Regions from separate parts of the Manis javanica genome. Here region 2 is linked to region 1. A link is a contact called in public Hi-C data. All regions are on one chromosome and are shown on one strand. The core of a region is the stretch at or near the end of the contact, and the rest is flanking DNA. Distances in the headings are between cores, read along the strand shown.

Region 1 (7,131 bases), core at 1,405-3,904:
ATTATTCATATATTTTGGCTGCCCAGTTTTAGAATAACTTCTGCAAAAAAGAAAAAACGTTTTGTGATATATGCCCAAGGAAACTGAAAAGAGTCCATTTCCATAAGAAGAATCAACAGCTGATTCCTTAGAGAAATAAGGGGATTTACTATGTTAGGATTCTACACACTAGGTTGTTATATAACAACAGGCAACAAACATTTGTTTAGATCTACCCAGGCCCCACCCAGGGTGTTTGTTTTTAAGGAGAAGAGGATGATGAAAACTACAAAAAATATGCTATGGCTTTCATATGGAAAGGCCAGGTGTTGAGGGGGAACACTACAAAATTACTAGATAAGCAATACTATTCTAGGAATTCTTGACAGAGGAGTTTGAATTCAGGCAAAGCCTGCAGAATTATGTATATTAAACAACTAACAAAAACCATGGCAGGCCTAGTATATTACACGGAGTGTGTGTTGGACACGAAGGAGCCCTGGAAATGAAAACTGGAGTAGGACCAGGAAGAGAACTGGAGGGCAGGTCAAGAAATTAAATAAAAGCTGCCGAGCAAATTAAAATATGTTAAGGCATGATGTGGTCTGGCAGGGATGGGCAGGAAGGAAAGGAGGGAAGAGTGGAAAGGACACACTCAGGCGGTTGTTACAGTCGCCTGGCTTGCTCAGGAGTACTCAAGAAAGCGTCCTGGGTGTGCCTCTCCCGGCTCGGGTAGGTGTCCCCCCCTGGGCTTCACACACCTGCAGGCTGGCCTCTGTCGGCACGCCCTCCCACTGCGTCAGAACTGCCTCTACACCTGGTGTCGCCCCACCAGACTCTGGCCCCAGTTCTTCATGTGAGGCGAGGCTGAAGGTCAACACCTGTGCAGTTGCCGGACTACACTTTCAAGTGCACACCAGAGCTGGGAAAAAATCCCCACACAAAGGCGGCCTGGCTTCTCTGAAACGTTTGTTACAGAAACATTATTTGTAAGCTTATACTTATTTATAAACACCTGTGTTTATCTTTGCCGAACCAAGAGCCTTCTTGCCAAATGCAGCACTGCCCCATCGGAATGTTCCCGACAGCAAAGACTGGGCATCTCCACATAACCCTACAGATCAAATACTCAAGACCCTCGCCAGGATTTTGAATGACTTTTGTGTTACTATGAGCATTCCAGGGGGCCAATGGGTAAGCGCTTAGACGCTGGAGGAAGGGTTCAAACGCTCCCTTACAATTCAAAGATACATAACCGTGGGCAAGGCTTCTAACATCGCCAAGCGCTAGTTGCCTCCTCTGTAAAATGCACATAATAATAGTAATTGCTTCATAGGATTATTTTGAGAATTAAATGACAACATTCATGTGAAGTACTTTTGCATGGTGCCTGGCCCTTAAAAAACGTTAAGTACTGTCCAAGTGCTATGCAAATAAAAGGATACACCAAAAACTTCCCCTATGAATTAAAAACTAAACAAAGAAATTGCAGTAGGGGATGACTTGCTCAGTGTTTGCAAACAATTTTTAAGTTTAAAAACTTAAATGGGAGTGTTTCCTTTATGAAAACAGAATTTTGATTAAGTATTTTATTGAACGTCAGCTATGCCAACCAACCACTTATCAGAATTGATAAATGCTCAAAACAGGATACAAAGAGCAGAGGCACGGGTCGTGCAACCGTTGGATGTGAATGTGTACTGTGCAACACACTCGCTGGGCTTCATCCGCACCTGGAAGAGCCCAGTACAATCGTGTGACTTCAGCCGAGCCACACTGTCGCCCAAAGCCCTTAGCCAACCGCCCTCTCATCCAGCACATATTCCTGGGCTAGGACCGCGCACTTGGCTTAAATGCTTCGGTGGAGAAACGAAGAGCCGAGGCCCAGCCCGGGCATGCACGGGGCTCTCGCCGCCTCTCCTCCGCTACCGGGTCGGAACGGCGGCGGCGGGGGGAAGCCCCGGCCAACCGGCGGCGGGAGCCTCTCCGCCCGCGCGCAGCGGCTCTGCACTCCGGGCCCCCAGCCAGGCCGCGGCAGGACGCCGCACCTTCGTCCCGCTCGCGCGGTCGGCGTTTCCATGGCAAACGTACACAAACTACCTACCCGGGCCCCGGAGCCGCCGGCCCGCACAGCCAGGACACCGCTGGGCGGGCGGCGCGGGCCAGGAGACGCGCCGGGAGCGGGAGCAGGCAGGGGGCTTCCGGCCAGCCCCGAGCCCCGAGCCCAGCTCCAAGTACCGACCAGCTGCGCGGTTCAGCCGGGCCTTCGGCGGCGTGGGGCAAAGCGGGGCGGGCCGGGCGAGGCGGGGCCGGAGCCGCGCCTGCCACTGAGCTTGCGCGGCTCCCGGCGCGTGCGTAGAAACGCTGAGGCCGGCGGGACGGCAGTGGGCGGGGCTTGGGTGGTGGTGGGCGGAGCCTGGCTGGCGGTAGGCGGGGAGTGCGAGGCCCGGGCGGAGAGGGAAGCGCGGGCTCGGCCTCCGGGGGCGGGGCGCGGAGTGGCCTACCTGACCGCGGTTTCCGCCGTTGGCGAGTCCGGGCTCTGCTCCGCAACTCTGCTGAGCCAGCGGGCGGGCAGCTTAGTGCTTGGGGTCAGGGGTGGGTCAGGATGCGGCCCTGCACAGCCTTGGACTGGGTGCTTACCGCGCCCGTCTCCTCCTCCGGGACCTGGCTGGGAAACAGCGCTGCACGTGAAACTCAGGCAGCCTGAGCATGTGAGACGGCCGCGTTCAATTTCAGCCCCCGCGCTGGACAGCCCCGTAGAGCTTACCAAGGGCGTCTGACTGTACAGCAGACCCTGAACACGGGCTTGAGCTGCGCGAGCCCACACAAGTATTTTCAACATACTGGGAAAATTGAGATTTGTAACAATTTGAAAAAACATTTTCTCCAGCTAACTTTATTGTAAGAATATAGTATATAATACACGTAATATACAAAATGTGTATTAGGCGACTGTGTTTTTACGTTAACAAAGTAAAGGCTTCAACAGTAGGCTATTAGTAATGAAGTTTGGGGGGAGTCAAACATATGGGGGCTGCCCACTGCAGGGGGTGGGGTCAGCGGTGAATCGTCCTTTTGAGGGTCCCTGCCACTCTTAGGTGGTCAGCCTGGCACCCCAAGTCCGCAGGAGACAGTGTAGGGACCTGAGGTCTGTTGAATGACGGTGGTAGATTCCAAGTCCAGGCCTCCTGTGCACAATCTTTTTCTTACTGGGCCCCACAGCTACTGGCACGAAGAACGCTATTTACATGTTTCTGGTTTGGATTCTACTCTCTCCTATTAGACCATTCAGCAGCACTTTACAGGGTTACACACAGTGAGATCATAACCACTCTCCATTCAGGTTTGCTCTGCTTTCTAGAAATACGGGGATTTCTCAGCTGAAATGTTGTCAACATTGGAAAAATGCCACATCCCTTGGTGTTAAGTATCTTGTAAAGAAGAATTAGATCGAAAATATGTTTGAGAGTATGTTATGGGTAAGGCTTCATGCTGGGTGGGAAGTGTTACTGACCTGAATAAAGGAATGTTAGGTATTCTTCAAAGTACCCAACAGGATTTCACACAAAATAGACAATAAGCACTTGGTAGTTGATTGGATAATTTGGGGTCCTGAAGCAAAGTGTTATGTTCTTCAGAGTTGAAATCTTTTCCTGTGACTCAACATGAATAATCCTATTGAGTCCCTCGGGCCCCTGGATTCCATTGTGCAAAGGAGCCTTTGCTCATTTAAAATGAGCCAGAACCAGTATTTTGTATTCACAACTTGTGAGATGTGATCAAAATGCAACTTTATTTTTGTCTCTCACTTCTATTTTAAAATATATTCAGTGTTGGTTAGATAACCTGCCCCTGGATGGAAAGTTGGGTAGAGCCCTTGTATTTTCTGCTCATTTTTAGAAAACTGACAGTCCTGTGGCAACGCAAGTTTCAACCACAGCTTCATGCCAAAATTACAATGTCGGACACAAGATATGAATAAACGCCCCGAATGTCAGTTGGAAGTGAGGCTCTGACCTGTCCATCTCAGGCCGGCAGTCTGTCGTGGACCTTCCCAGGACGGGGGCAGCTGGCTGAGGATCCCGGCTCACTGATCGCCACAGTGACTTATACCCGCCGGGTGGAGGTGGGCAGGAGCGGGGAGAAGGCGGGAGGTGGGGCACTTCTTCCTGGAACTGACGGGTCTTGAGCTTGCCAGGCCTGTGCCGTGGTCGTGGCCGCCCGTGTCTGTCTGGGGTCTCCCATGAGTGGGGCCTCTCTCCCAGGGACTCCAGGAGGATGCAGCGCCATTCCACTGGTTGCTTACAACTCCTTCCCTGCCCCTGGAAATCCAGGGCTCACCCGGCCCTTTTCATTGGGTCCCTAGGGAACCCCACACCCTTCCCAGGCTGTGAGAGCACAGGCCCGGCACAAGGCCTCCCCTCCGTGCTGTCCAGTGCGGAGCTGGGCTCAGAGCTCCGGGCCGTCACTGCGTTCTCTGGCCGACCCCCTGCCTTCGAAGGCCCTGCCCTGGGTTTCAGAGGAAGGAGGTGACATCTCCACATTCCTCTCCGAAGGAATTGCTTCACACGTCCTCCCCTCCACTCCCTGACTCATGTTTAGCTTCGGCCTGGATCCTTCTGGTCCAGAGAGTCTGTCTGCTTCTTTGCAAGTTGCCCTGTGGACACTTCGCGTCACCTTCACTTTGGAACTGATGACCACACAATCACCATCTCAGCTGGAAGTTCAGTTTGAAAACCAGTTACGCAGACGATTACTAAGCATGGTGCTCCACCCTAGGATCTCCGTCTAAAACAGACCTTGGAAGCACGCGCTGGAACCTGATGCAGGCCAGCTCAGCCGGCTGGGAAGTGCCTGCCAGGCAAGTCAGGGCAACTGAAAAGAGAGACAAGGGCAGCCTTGCAGGAAGAGATCATTCAAAGCCACAGAGCCGCCCGGCCTACCTCGCCGCGGGACACTGTGCGACAGTGCAGAGGCCGTCAGAGCAGTGGCCTGCTGGCTCTTCCTACACAGCTACCTGAGGGCAGTTTGACAGAATTGACATAGTCACATTCGTAATTGGGGTTGTTTAGAAACAAAACTGTTAACATTCCCTGGACCTTAGAGAGATTGAAGAGGAAAGCAAAATATTAATAGTGTCTGACACTTCCAAAGCACTTTATGGTTTCCAAATTGTTTTCATTTGGAGCATTTCATTTTTGTTATTTTATTTGGAGTTTACAATAAGCCTGAGAGGTAGCTAGGTTGGGGATTATTTTCCCAATTTGAGAGTGGATGAAACTGAGGTTCGGACAGGATAAGTGATCTGCCCACAATCACACAGCTAGAAAGTGATCTGAGACCTGGTGTTTTGGTCCCCAAGTCCAGGTGCCATGTGCCACTGTACATGCATAAATACCATTTTTCAGACCATTGTTCACAGCACTGAGAGGTCCTTCTTAGGCTGCTGAAACTGTTAACATATGCTCTGCATTTTCTCCAGTCACTTATTGCAGAGTATATCCTGTGTAGGGTTCCAGGGGTCCACAGGAACTTAAGAACCCTTATACTCTCTTGACAATGCCTGCTGGACTTCCAGATTCTGAATTTAGGTGAGAATTATATAGGTGGTTGAGTGGGTAATACTACAATCTTGCATACTCCAAGATGCAAAAATTCAACAAAATGATGAATTCATAGATACTTTAATCCAGACCTTTCAGTGGATTTTAGTTTATATCACACATACTTCTTACTTAATACCTATAGCGTATCTTGATTTATATATTAGGTATATTCTTGAAAAGATACAAGTTAAATAAATTTTTAATGCTCACAACTCCCCCAATGACTTTTATGAGTAACAGAGACATGACTCTCAGAGAAAAAAAATTGCTTCTGGCATGGAATAAAAATCACCAATTTAGAATTCTAATATTCACTTCAAGATACTTTCTGCTTTCATCAATATGGAATCTTGGTGTTTTAGTTATATTCATCAGAAAATTCTTGTGAGGAGTTCATCAAATTAATAGTCTATGTGATCTTTGCATACAAATTTAAAGGTACAAACACATTAAAATGCAACTTAGTGGAAATTTACAATGGAATGAAAATTAACTAATGTCATGGAACTGGATAGACACAAGACTGCAGAATGGTCCTAAAGTTTTCAGCTGAAAAAATTACATGAAAACTCTCTATTTAATGGGGTTCAGCTGTTCCCTATGCATCCCAAGTATTCCTTTGCCTTTAAGTATATTATCCACACAACAGTACCTCTAACACCCCAGGCCACGTTGTCCTGAGCAATCAAATCAAGTCCAGTTGTCGCTAAGGATGCTAATGGTGAGGGTCCATTTAATTACTAGTGATTTCAAAGTCTCTGACTACCTGGTATTTCACTGGAGGGGAGAAGGTTCTAGTTTTCAGGGACTGAGTCAGTGGGAGTCTTAGCTAGGAACGGCTTCATCTTGAGTAGTTGACAAAGTTGAAAGAGACCTCAGACAAGCCTACCCTGCTCTTCCCTGTCGGACTCCCTGTGAGACACACTGAGTGAGGAGGCCTGTATCCTCTGGGAGCTTTTAGCTGCAAATAGCAAGAATATCACATTAATAGCTTGCATACCAAGGATGTAAGGATGTTGATCACATCTGTAAACAATAAAGCAGGCTGTTTCAGGGCTGGTCCGGCAGCTCAGGGCCAGCATCAAGGAGTGTCAGTCATGCCATGCCGCATGGTCACAAGGAGGCTGCGGCAGCATAGAACTGTGTGTCCTCACGTGGCAGTGTGCCAAACCGGGAAGAAAGGGAAGGGGCAGAGCCCTCCCCCGAGGCATGTCCTTACGTGGGAAAGGGACAACATTCCCAGGAGCCCTCCTGCTGCGTTCTCCTCCCCTCTCACAGGCCAGAACTGTGCCCCAGGCCCACATGCCAGGCCCTGTCAGAGACAAACGGTGTTCCTGTTACCACAGATGATTTATATCAGTCAAGATGCATCCCTTGGGCTGTGTGAGGGGCAGCATCCTCTGAGCATTTTGCTGCCACAACCTGAATCAAACTAGAGTTCTGTTTGGCAGGACGGAGGGGCAACGGCTGTTGCAGTCATCTGCCATGATGGTCAGGGGAACTGATGAAGGGGGTCTCCTGATAATCAGGAGACTGAAGTCTGCTC
Region 2 (7,131 bases), core at 1,863-4,362, 200 kb after region 1:
CAAAGTTTCTAAAAAAGCAAATTAAAAGTCAACCCACTAAATTCTTTAGCTTCTTCATCAACAGGCTCTGCTCCGGTGCTCCACCCCGGTTAAACTGTCCTTGTATACACCTACTGGAACCCAGGAAGATACAGGGCTCCGCAAAGACAATGAAGGGACAGGAGGAGGAAACAACTACTTATTTTAAAAAGGAGGGGAAAAAAAGGTAACTTGCAAACAGAAGCAACTGATTAGCAGTATGCATGTCCCACTGCACACAAGTCTTCTGCTTGCTATGGACAGTCATACATTTTGGGGGAAAGGACCAGCAGGATGAGGTGCCAGGCAGAGCAAAGCAGTAGGGCCCCGGCAGGCCACAGAGACACAGGAGTTAATCTCTTTGGATGCCCAACTGCGAAACCCTTACATCAGAGGCTTTTCCACACCTCTCTCCCCACCACGTGTCCAGTGCCCCAAGAGGCTGAAAAGGAACAGTAGACAGCCTCTCTTCAGGTTCACTTCTAGGTAGGAGCCATTACCACCCGGCCTGCCACCAAACCTCCCTCCCAAAGCCCCAGGGGAAGCTCCAGGCAGGGGTCCTGGCACACCTGGCCCAGGGGAGGCCAGGCCTTGGTGGGAGCAGCAGGTGTGGCCAGTCTGCGCTGAGGTGGCAGTGCTGGCCAGTTCCAGGCCCCAGATCATCTCAGAGGCCACTGGGGGCAGGCCTACTGGAGATCTCTTAGGCGTCAGTGTCGGGCACAGGGTAGGAAAGGGTTCCAGCCGCTGCTGGGATCGAAGTGCCTGTGGGAGTTACCACCGCAAGCCTGCAACTTGAACCCAAGGGTTCCGTCCAGCTCCGGCGCACCGTGCTCCGGCGACCGGCTGGAAACCACAAATCCAACCCTTCCTCCGGGCGCCAAGTCCCCAACACTCCCTCCCGCACGTCCCCTCTCCACCCACAGCGCCCTCGCGGCACCCGCACCGCAGTGAATCTACTCCGGAGTCGGCCGCGGACCTACCTCCTCCGCGCTGTCCCGGAATCCAGCGAGAGCGCTCCTGCCGTCCGCACTGCCCGGGCCGGCGTCCCTCGCCCCTCTCCGGACCCGGCCGCGACCGAGGCTTCCCCGCGGCCTCTCCCACCCCACCCCCGCGCCGCTGCCTCCCCAGGCTCCCCCTCTCCCGAAGATCCCCGGACCCCGAGCCTCACAGCGGAGGCTCTCCCTGCCAACCCCCAGTCCGGCGCCCGGAGCTGCGCAGGAGGCCCGGCGGGTCCGCCGCCAGCCCGAGGTGGGTACGCACCTTCCAGCCCGCGGAGCTGTTGCTGTCGCCCTTATCCTTGAAGTAGGGCACGCAGCGCACCATCCACTCGTAGATCTGGGACAGCGTGAGCCGCTTGTCCGGGGAGCTCTCGATGGCGCGAGTGATCAGGTCGGCGTAGGACAGGTTCCCCCAGGCGTTCCTGCGCGACGAGCATTTCCTGGGCTGCCCGGAGCCCCCGGCCGCCCCCGGCTGCGGCGGCGGCAGTGGCTGCTGAGGCTGCAGCGGCGTCTGCGTCCCCCCGCTCCGCGCGCCCGCCGCGGGGGCGAGTCCGCACCCCGGGTCCTGCCCCCCGGGAGCCAGCAGCCGCGCCGGGTCCTCGAGGAGCAGCGCGGAGCCCAGCGCGCCGCCGCCGCCGATCGCCATGGCCGAGCCGGCCCTCCCGCCGCCGTCCTCGTCGTCGTCGCCGTCGTCCTCCTCCGGGATCGCGGGATCGGCGGCCGCCTCTCCCGAGGGCTTGGCCGGGCTGCCCTGGAGCTCCGGCCTCTGCAGGGGCCACGTGCAGGAGCGCGGCCGGCTCTGGGGCTCGAAGTCCGGGTCCAGCTCCACTTCGAGCGGCGAGAGCGGGCCCGGGGAGGCCGGCGCCTCTGCCATCTTCGCCGCCCGCCCGCCCGCGGGGCTCGGCTGTCCTCTGGCGCCCGGCGGGGTGCGGCGGGGGAGGGACGGGGCGCCGCCGCCGCCGCCTGGAGAAGCACGGAGGAGAGAGGAGGGGAGTTGGTTACCGGGCTGGGGCCCGGAGCTCGGCGAGTCCTCGCCCGCCGCCGCCGCCGCCGCCAGCAGGCGGACCTGGAGGGGCGCGTCCCGCGAACCCAGCGCCGCAGACGCCGCCCCTGGCCGGGAGCGAATCGACGGGCTCGCCGGGCCGCCCCCGCCCCCGCCGCCGCGGGGCCGCAGGTCCCTCCCGGGCGGGGGGGCGGGGCGGGGACGGGGGAGGGGCGCGCTGCGCCTTTAAAGCGGGCCGCGGGCGGGCGGGCGTTTGTTTATGTTGCGCTCCGGCCGCGGCGTCGCCGCCAAAGTCTGTGGCGTCTTCGGCTCTCCCGCCGCCCCCGCCTGCCGCCCCGGCTGTGCCCTCCGGGCGGGCAGCTCCCCGCTCCCCGCTCCCGTCCTCGCCCGCGGGTCCGAGCGCAGACGAGCCCCAGTCACTTCCAGGGGGAAGCCAGGACGGGAAGGCGGGGGGCGAGCCGCTCGGCGGTCTGCAAAGGGTCGGCCGGGCTGGAGCCGCCACTTTGGGGGTTTCCGTGGTTCGCTTTCTCCCGGACGTGGCGCCCTCCACCCCCTTCCCCGTAAAGAACGCGGGGAGGGGGCAAGTGGGGACGTAAATCTTCCAACAGGACAGGAAGCGCCCAGCTCCCGGGCCTCCAGAAAACCCGGACCGGCACGTTCATCACCTCCCTGCTCCCGCTGCTGCCATCTTGACAGTTTTCCCCCTTCGCTCAAGTCCTTTAAACACACTCGCGGGCGGGAAGGGGGCGCGCACACCGAGGCACGGAGGGAAGGGGACGCGCCTGGCCCCGCTCGGAAGCGGATCCGGAGCCACCGGGGGGGGGGGGGGCGGCCTCCCGCTGCCCCGCTCCGGCGCCTACCTCGGTGCCTTCCCCTCAGGGACGAGGGGGGACGCACGATCCCGCGCGGGCCCGGGGCCGGCCGAGCAGGGGGCGCGCGACCTCGGCGAGGGAGAGGCGCTCGGGCCGCCGCCGCGGGCCGCCTGAGGAAGCGCCGCTCGGCCTGCGCGCCGCCGCCCGCCACATTCCTCCTCCTCCCTTCCACGAGCTGGGCGGCCGCGGCCGCGGCACAAAGTTATAGACACACGCAGGGCGCCTCAACCTAGGCTGACGGCGGGCGGGCGGGCGGGCGGGTCCCCGCCCAGGGGGAGGGCTGGGCGGCGCGCCCGGGTGTGCTGCGGGCGTGCGCGCGCGCGGGTGTGCGTCTGTGCGCGCGCCTGCGCGGCCGGCACCGCGGGGCTGCGGGAGTGGGTGTCGGGGCGCGCGGCCGGCCCCCGCACCACCCGCCGGGCTCCGCCTCCCTCCCCAGAGCCTCGATGACAGCAAAGCGCGGCGCGGTCCCCGGAGGAGCGGGAGGGGAGGGCAGAGCGGCCACGGCTCCACGCGCACAGCGGCGCGGCCGCCTGGTCTCGGAACAGGGAGCCGGGGGACGGGGGGGTGGGGGGGGTCGGCGACCGGCGCGTCCGTCCCACAGGCTCGGAGCCCGACACCAGCGAACGCCCGAGCCGAGGTGCTGGCCGCAGGTGGCAAGGGTCACCTGGGCGTGGAAACACCGACCGGCGCCGACGTCGGTGCCTGCAGGACTTCATGAACTGCTGCCCAGACACCTACAGGTTCGCTCTCTCTTACCCAGGACTCGAGCACAGCCGTGTTTCCCTCGTCAGGAATTTCATGACAAACGAGGGAAGAACCGTGTAACGACTCAGAAGAAAAGCAAATGATCCTCCATTCCGAAACGCAGGAGCAGATTTTGAACAGTTGTGAACGGGAAATAATTTGGCTCTAATTTGCGTATAATGGTAAAACGACTGACTGTGCGTTTTTTACTTTTAAAAAGAAAAAGACTTAGGGAAACATCTCTGCAAATCCTTATCCTACGATCAGAGCCTAAATCGTCCATTTGTGCACTAAGAATGCACTCCATGCGACTCGCTCACCAGAAGTCTGTCCACTTTGGTTCATAAATCTTTTTCCTGAAATACTTTCAGTGTAAATCTATTTTTCCTGAAATCCTTCCAAGTCACTGGAGATATTTTAGGGTCTAGACGCGCTCCGCGACAACCCGGCACACAAAAAGGTCCAACCCAGCTACGAAGAGTCCGCCCACCCGGCGGACTCCAGGCTCCGGGCTTTACGCGCGGCCCGTCACTCAAGTGACGCACGGCCGCGCCCCTGCACCAAGCTAGTTCGACGCGTACAAACAGATGATGTCATCGCATCCACACGCGCGTGACCCCGGCGCTCGGCGCTGCGTTGCCATTCGCTGGGCCGCCTTCTCGTCAAGCGACGCCGCGCGCTGACTGGCCGTGGCCGCCAGTCTCCAGGCCCCAGGCGCCCCTCTCCGCCCCCCGCCCCCGCCCCCAGCAAATAATAAACAATCGAGTAAAAGTCTCTGGAAGGAGGGGCGGGAGGGGCGCGGGCGCCCCAGAAGCAGGACCCCCGCCGGCTGACGGGCAGCGAGCGAGGGGCCCGTCGGGGGGCAGCGGGGCACGGCGGCGGCGGAGGGGAGTTGGCGGGGCCGCCGGAGCGCGGAGTGGGCCGCCCGCGGGCCGAGAGGCGCGGGCGAAGCGGCGGACACGTGCGGGAACGGGGCGGGCGCGGGCTCGGCGGGGCCGCGCGCTTGTTTACTGGCGCACGTGGGTGTTGTTTTTAGTGGAATGCGGGGCCCGCCACGCGGCTGGGGGACGCGGCCCGGCCTCTCCGCGCGCTGCTCTCGAGCCAGCGAGGCCGTCGCCGCCGCGGTGCCCAGCCCGGAGGGCGGCCTGGGCTCCGCAGCCGGGTCGCGTGTTTCCCGCGCTGCCGCAGCCCAGAGGCGACTGGCTTCCGCGGCGGGACGCTGCCCTCCTTCAGCCCGCTGGCTGCCTGCTTCTCTTCGCCCAGGAGGCCGCGCCGGCGAGGGTTCGAGACGCCCGCGCGCCCACCGGTGCACAGCCCCCGCGCTCTCACGCTCCCTTGCTCTGAATGCCCCCAGACCACGTGTGCCACACAGCTCCGCCCACTCCAGTGCATCTCGGCTCCCTGGGCCCTCTGCGCCCTGGGGCTGCCCCTCTGCGCGGGTCGGCTGCTCTGAGAAGCGCCGAGTTCGTAGCCTGCAGCGTGGGCGGCGCTGCACACCCACAGCTCTGAGCGGTGCCCGTGCGGGCGCGGAGTGGGGAAGCCTGGGCCGGTGTTCAGCTCTGGGAGAACTGGGAGGCCCGATCACCCAAGGCCTCGCACCCCGATGCGCCATAACATTCAAAGAACTTTCAGTTGCTCCTTTGTAATAACTTGTAACACACTGGAAGAAATTCACCCTTTTCCTTCTCTAAACCTACGCAATCTTTTGTCCTTAACGTGCAGATGTGCGGACGTAGAAAGAATGTGTTTACACTGCTGGGCTCTCGGCCATTACATTCTCACTATAAACACACTGAGTGTCCATTTACAGAGCTCGCGTCCCAAAGGCTTTTACAAAAATGGAACAGCGGTTGAGTTGACTGACTGAACTCGCAGAGACCCAAAGCGCTAGGTTTGGGAAGGTTTCAAGGTTAGAAGCAGTGCAAGACAAATGCAAGCGGTCACAGGTGCAATGTCGGGTGGGTGTCTGAGAATGAACACTCCAGATGGCAATGGCTATGAACTTTCAGCTTGGCAAACGTGCATCTTACCCAAAGAATCCGCCCTTGTGATTTGCCCCTATGGGCAAATCTTTGAAAACTCGGAGGTTGAATCTCAGTGATTGTTCTCTTTTAGCCAGAAATCGCGTTGGCCTTTGCCTTTCCCTTGAAGGATAAAGTGTGTGTTTGTTGGACATTTGGTCTACTTTTGACAACAGATTGTAGAAGTATCTTTACCTTTTAAGGGATCTGCCTAGAAAAGATTCCGTGTCTTACCAAACTAATTTCCTTTGTTTGCTGACTTAGTGGTCCTTGGTTACTTGGGAAAACCACGTTTCTGTAATATTAAAGGAGCCAAGACTTGCTAAGTTTCATAATGATCTGTGATTCCTGTTTAAGCTTTAAAACCTTTTTTGGTATTTTTGACAAATGTCCCCAAATCAAATTCTATATGAAGTCTCGTTTATCTGGAAGAAGAGGGCCCCTGGAATATCCCAAAGGACTTCTTAAACTAATTAGGCTTATTTGATATGTGAGGTCATGTCAGAAGCATTGTCAAATCAGAAGTGATCTTTATGTTGCATTTGTGTGGGTATATAAGTATTCTAGAAATTGTGAAATTCCTAGGAATCTGATATGTCCTGGTATAATGTTCTCTCTTGTAATTCCAGTGATGAATGTTGTGCGACCCCAATCAAAAATTAGCAAAAAGTAAACAATCTTCTTACTTCTCTTTTCTTACTTTCTGAAATTGCTGTCATCAAAATTAAGGCTCCCACTGACTGAGTCCCTGACACCTGAGTGTGAGGGAAACACCCCGGCTGACTTTCACGCAAACGGAGCCGCAACGGCACCTATTTTGTGGCACACGTGGATTAAGCCCACTCTGCTTCTGCAAAGAATGGCCCCTCATTGCCAGACGTGTGCCACCCCGGTGTCCTTGCAACAGTCTGCTCCTAAACGGAGGAACGAAGGTGGGTGCGCAGTGGCCGTGAATGAGAGAGTTGGGGCTCCGGGAAATCCAGGGTGGCTGCCGGGTTCTTCCTGCTTTTCAGGTTTTCACTCCTTCGCCCACCATTGTGCATTTAAGATGACTCAAATTATGAATCAACATTGGTGGGGAGACTTCTACAAAACTACAAATACATCCTGCCATCCCTGTGTGGCCTGTCAGGTCCACAATCCCAGAACAACTGTATTTGTCCCCACAGGCCTCAGACCCCTCCCTCTGGGCCCTTTGAATATCTGCAGCTAGACTTCATTCAACTGCCACTTAGTACGGATTCTCAGTAGGTTATTGATAGTGTATGTGTGTTTTCTGGATGTGCCAAAGCCTTCCCCTGCCACAAGGCTGATGCCCTCACCGTGAGAAACTGCTAGTAAATGTGTTTCTCACTTAGTGTAGACCTTCCGCAATCTCCAGTGATTGAGGCACCTGCTTTGCTGGGCAAATTTTATGAGCCTTAGCAAAATCCTTGCAGGCTTCTTGGAATTAGCACTGTCCCTGTCATCCTTAA

Evidence for each region. Hi-C and Micro-C count contacts between places; a contact is called where the count stands out from the background.
Region 2: a Hi-C map of blood shows a contact between it and region 1, with 4 times the contacts expected there. The contact joins the promoter of FOXO3 here to the promoter of ARMC2 in region 1.

The regions. Positions count from the first base shown.
Region 1 is chr13:1,757,287-1,764,417 of MJ_LKY, forward strand. ARMC2 (armadillo repeat containing 2) reads right to left here and starts at 2,655. Exons shown (of 19, transcript XM_073220811.1): 1 at 2,484-2,655. LOC140845782 (a long non-coding RNA gene) reads right to left here and starts at 2,074. Exons shown (of 2, transcript XR_012124673.1): 1 at 1,634-2,074; 2 at 248-939.
Region 2 is chr13:1,958,967-1,966,097 of MJ_LKY, forward strand. FOXO3 (forkhead box O3) reads right to left here and starts at 3,113. Exons shown (of 4, transcript XM_037012262.2): 1 at 2,880-3,113; 2 at 1,279-1,979. The coding sequence starts at 1,890.